Regions from separate parts of the Zea mays genome. Here region 1 is linked to region 2. The links are chromatin contacts, called in public Hi-C maps. All regions are on one chromosome and are shown on one strand. Each heading gives the region's core, a stretch centred on a gene start, on an enhancer-like site or on the middle of the called end of the contact. The rest is flanking DNA. Distances are from core to core; before and after follow the strand shown. Region 1 holds the start of LOC100191609. Region 2 holds the start of LOC100279928.

Region 1 (2,700 bases), core at 43-2,542, 160 kb after region 2:
GGCGGCCGCGTCGAGCTTGGTCTTGAGCTCATGGACCTCCCACACCTTGCGCAGGTCACACACCTCCATCGCCCCCTCCGTCGAATCGCCAATACACGCCAACGCGGAGTGGATTCAGATGGGTTGGGGCCTAGGGCGGATAGGTAAGCGGACGGGAAGGTGGGCTCCTGTGGGTGGGGGATTGGGGCTGGGCGTTGCAGGAGATGTGAGAGGGACCGCGGATGGAGGAACGACGGCGGCGACGGGAGAGGGGTGGGCGACGGAGTGAGGACCGCGGTGAGCTAGGGGCCGGCGGGAGGCTAGACGGTGGATGGAAGACCGAGTGGGAGGGTTGCTCGCGTGGAGCGGAAGGCACGGGGCGACACACGCAGGCGTGGGCGGACACGGAGTCATGGACGTACGGTGCAGATTCAACAAAGGCGAACAAACGGTGCAGATCTATGGAAGGCAGAACCATGGTGCACGGTGTGGTCTACATTAGGTTCTTATAGAGTAGTAGAGATTTACCGACTTATGGACAGATGGACACGCATAGCCGAAAAAACGAACCAATTCGAACCGAAATATCAGTTTTTCCAGTTTTTGGTTTCGGTTCCCGAATCAGCAGCCCACCTCTCGCTACCCCTTCCCAAACAAAGCCCACCAAAGGCCCACTAGCGCACCTCCCTCACCCTATCACCCAACCCTCAGTATGGGCGTATGGCTGGGCGGTGATGCAGCCGTGCAGCAGCTATGCGAGCTCCGAGCGAGGGCCGCGTAGCAGCGAGCGGGCCACGGAGCGGCGGCGGCGCCACCGAGCGGGAAGCCGGGAACAGCGTGACCCAGCGGCGTCTTGACGAGCGAGGGCGTACGTGCGAGCTCCGGGTGGCACGGCCGCGCGGTGGGTGTGGTCGGCGCATGCAGCTGCCGAGCGAGCTCTGCTGGGCGATCAAGCTGTATGTGACTGGTGAAAAACCAATCTGTATTTCTGTACTGGGGCGAATGGACCGTCAAATGTGGCGCGCGAATATGATCTTTGCTGTGTTTTATTTAATCATTTATGGACTAATGGACCGAACAGGATCGTCGGAGATGCCTAGACCAACACTTGAGTGATGGACCTGAAGAATAAATCCATGGAGGTCGCCTGCCCCAATGCGTGCCTTACCCTACCATTACCAGCCCAGAACAAATGCTGCATGCAATGATGCAACCATATCCTGTGATGTGCTGCAGCCCAATCGATCGGCGCTAGCCGCTAGCACGCCTATAAAATGCCACTTCATTGAAGTAGATCCATGCAGCGCCGAGCCATAGCCACAGCCCACCGCGCGAGCAACGATGTTCAGGTGCCCCAGCAATGGCTACGGCCAACCGCACCCCACCGCGAACTACCACCGCACCCACTCCGGCGAACACGTCACCACCAAGGTCGCCCAGAAACCCTGCCATGCCGGCGGCGCCGTGCAGCAGCACCACGTTGTCCACAAGGAGTCGTCGTTCAAGGAGCTGGACGGGGGTAACCGCCGCTGCTTCGACAACTATCCCATGAACGCTGCTAACAACGCGAACCACCACCGCTACGAGGCCTACGAGGAAACCTACGAGGAAACCAACTGCGAGGAGGAGACGTACGCGTACGGCGCCGGCCGCCACCATGGTCACGGCAGCGGCGGCGGCGGGCGCCGCTTCCAGTACCAGACCCACGAGGAGACCTACGAGGAGGAGGAAGAGGAGGTCGTCGTGGGCGGGGGCGACGGCGCCGGCGCCGGCTGGGCCCAGCTCAGGCGCCCATCCTGCCGCGCATGAGCAGCAGGCACCTGCTCGTACGTGGAATGTGTGGATGCGATGCGAGTCCGGATTGGTGGACGCCACGCGTTGGTTCATGGGTACAATTGCAAATTCTAATAATAACCTGCAGGTGACAACCTAGCTAATCTCGTACGTAAATAAATTGTACTCCTAGTCCCAATCCCCATTAATCCATCGATGCTCTGCATCCACCGTATGTATTCCATGTATGGCTGTGAGTTGTGACACAAGTAAAACCAAATTGACAAAAAAAGATCATGAAATTGCGTGAACAAGTTTGTTGTGCCAGACCGAGGTGTAAGGTTACGGGCTATACACACTACCGCTTCTTTGCCGGCAAAGGTCCTTTTGCACTCGGCAAAACACTTTGCGGAGTACGTGTTACATTCTGTAAATAATATTTGATAAATATTTTATCGGTAAGTGATTTTTTGCTGATAACTGTTTTTGGACATTCGTCAAAGACTTTTCTGAGTGTCGAAAAACACTCGGCAAATTTAAAACCGCAAAAAACCTAAAAAACAACAAAACAATTTTTAAATTAGGGAACAACCCCCAACGACCGCCATTGCCCTACCAATCACCATATCATTTCACTATTTTATCAAATATACATTTTTTTGTGAACGGTAAGATTCGAACTTGCAACCTATCTCTTGCTCATAACCTCCTCTACCACACCACTATATCACATGTGTCCATATTACTTTTTCGAGGCACTAAATGAATTCAATTGAAAATGTTGTCAACTGTAAAGTTGCATAACTTTTTAAGATCTACAACTTTCATTTTGATAGTTTTCTTCATCCAAGTCTGTTTAAAAAAATTGAATTTCAAATATGAAAGCTTCAAACATATTTTCCTATGACAAGATGATTTAAAATCAAAAAATTATCAATCACAAAGTTT
Region 2 (2,700 bases), core at 189-2,688:
CTTCTAGTGCGATACCTGCGGTAGTACTTATTAATCATCAGTGGCATGTATTATTTGTGGTTGAATTCTCCTGGAGCTGGAACAAGCTACAGAAAGAGATGGACTAACTAGGAATATAGCGCAAGTAAAATATCAATGCTTTTTACTTATATAACATATTTTTCCTTATTTACTGGTGGCTCATGTTGGGTTGCATCTCTAGCCTATCATGACTTTTTGCATCTAGGCTTTTTTGTTGTGTCATATTACCAGTCTACAAGTAATAATCTATTTATTCCAACAGAGGTCATCATTCACCAAGAACACTTACCAGCAGCAAATGTGCTAGATTCAGCGCTGTTAGTGCCATAACGCCATCTCCCGTCACTTTGGCTAAGTGCCTACAGTAACAATGGCAAATATATAAGACAACACTGAATTGAAGAGGAAAACACACATTGCAAAAACTAGATATGGAAAAATCGACTGCTGTATCAAATTGTGATCACCTTAATGGCATGAAATGTACTTTCTGCATCAGGCAGAACAACATTATGGCCTTGTTCCTGCAAAAGGAAATGGAAAACAGATAAAAATATCAATTACCACATAAAATTCAAGTACACAGGAGTAGTCATGAGTAACAGAGAAGTATCAAAGTAAAATGCATTGGAGGGTCAGGGAGTGACCTTAATGCTAAGCAAACCTCCCACAGAATAGTAGAATTCCAACAGGGAATTGGTATCCTTAATCACTGCCTTGAGTCTCGCCACAACACCCTGCCAAAACAGAACAATACCAAAACCCCATCAAACATCACAATACAGGTAGCAACATCGAGATCTCTAAAACCAACACGCACATCATACACGCCGGCATCAACGCCACATCCCAGCGCGCCACTGATCCGGACTGCGTGGAACAGATCTTTCGCGGTGGAATCGGTGGAAGCCAGGTTCTCCGCGGCAAACTTGCACGCCTTCCCAGATAAACTATTATATTTCTCCAGCCCGAGTATCTGGAATGTTTTCACTGCCTCATACGTACTCTCCAAACTGCACAGTACACGCAGATCAAAACCACCAGGTAAGCACACATAAGCATGAATTTCAATCAGGCAGATCGATGTGCGCCCAGCTGGGATGTCTACTGTGTCCGCGAGGCGGGGTGGCCGAGATCGGGAAGACGTAAGGCGCTCGAGAGTTGGTAGTGCACTTACTCGCCAAAGGATCCGTCGGCGGAGGGGGCGAAGAGCTCCTCGGCAGCGGATCTGTGCGCATCGGAGACTGGGCGAACGGCGGAGGAGATGGGAGCGAAGGCTACGGCGAGGAGGAGGAGGGCCGCCGGTGCCGGACGCCTCCCGGCCATGGCGATGGCAGTTGCCGTGGCCAATAGGATGTGAGGATTGAGAAGACTGGGCGTGTGAGAGTGGGAGTGGCCAGATCTGGAGGTTGAAATTGTGGAGCGGGAGCAGTCGCAGGCTCGCAGCACCGCCGATGGTGTGTCCGCTTGTCCGGAGCGGGAACGGCTCGAGACGGCAGGTGGTTAACCGAACTTTTTTGGTTCGTTTTTTTGAAGTTTTGTTTTAAAAATGAAAATCGAAAATCTGTTTGAAAAAGAGGAAACCAACACTCTAGTTAACCGAAAACTTTGGTTTGATTTTTGGTTTAACCGAACAAATTGACCTTACAGAACACAACACAACATTTTGTAACACCGGAACATTAACACCAGTTTACATATAACATTGCAGTTTACAATAACACCAGAACAATAATATAAAAAACATTTCAATTCATTGCATAAAGCAAGCAATATTTTGCAACACCAGAACAAAAACATTTTTTTGCTATGACCTTTCCAAAACATTTATCTTGGCTCAACAAGTACTATTTGGTGACGTTTGCTAAAGAAATTGTGTCGCGCGGTAAGGCTAACTGCAACGGTGCCCCATGGCAACCCCCTCCCCTTGCATGTCGGCTGTAGGGGGCACTCTACTGCCGCAGCGGTACCCCTACAGCGCCCTGTACGCGTCGGTCCCCTTCTCTCTCCCCCCGGATATAGTATGTCACTGTTCATCTCCCTAAACACTGTGTTGTGGGCCCATGAATAATTGTTAGTAGATAAAAAATTGATAGTTGATATAGAAAATGATATTTTATAGTTGTAGTGGGGTATAGGGGGAGTATTTAGGGGGAACCGCTGCGGGAGATGAAAAAATAGGGAGGAAATAGGGGGGAAAAGTGATATAGGGGGAAAAATTTAGAGGTAATCGTTACGGATAGCCTAAAGGCTCAACAGGCGACGACTATAGGGGCGCAGGGCGACAAAGGCTACGAGGTAGCCAACTGATGGTGAGCCGCGGGTGGGCAGTGACCGGCGGCTCGGGAGGCTGCGGGCGTTGGGTGCTGGCTAGAGTTCGTGAGACCATGAGTGATTGAGCATGAGCACGTTCGTGAACCGTGAATACAGATGGCAATGGCAATGGGGCTTCAATCCCATAATATCACCCGTTGGGAATTAGAGGATGAGTATGGAGAAGTTTCTTCTCCCACGAAAATATAAACAAAAAAAATTCTTCCTCTAGCGGGTAAACGGGTGATGGGGACGGAGAAGCATTCCTCACCCCGGTCTCCGCGAGGAACAGGTAAACTTGCATGTGACGATATTTTCGTATAATATTTAATAAAAAATAATTACCTTGTCACGAGATCACTTATT

Evidence for each region. Hi-C and Micro-C count contacts between places; a contact is called where the count stands out from the background.
Region 1: a Hi-C map of ear shows a contact between it and region 2, with 2.2 times the contacts expected there. The contact joins the promoter of LOC100191609 here to the promoter of LOC100279928 in region 2. A contact is called at or near these places in 2 of 25 Hi-C or Micro-C datasets (bundle sheath and ear).

Annotation. Positions count from the first base shown.
Region 1 is chr8:169,322,477-169,325,176 of Zm-B73-REFERENCE-NAM-5.0, forward strand. It overlaps LOC100191609, which reads left to right and starts at 1,293. Exons shown (of 1, transcript NM_001137038.1): 1 at 1,293-2,061. The coding sequence starts at 1,321. The coding sequence ends at 1,788.
Region 2 is chr8:169,164,509-169,167,208 of Zm-B73-REFERENCE-NAM-5.0, forward strand. It overlaps LOC100279928, which reads right to left and starts at 1,439. Exons shown (of 19, transcript NM_001152878.1): 1 at 1,199-1,439; 2 at 842-1,034; 3 at 669-758; 4 at 489-545; 5 at 311-380; 6 at 1-15. The coding sequence starts at 1,347.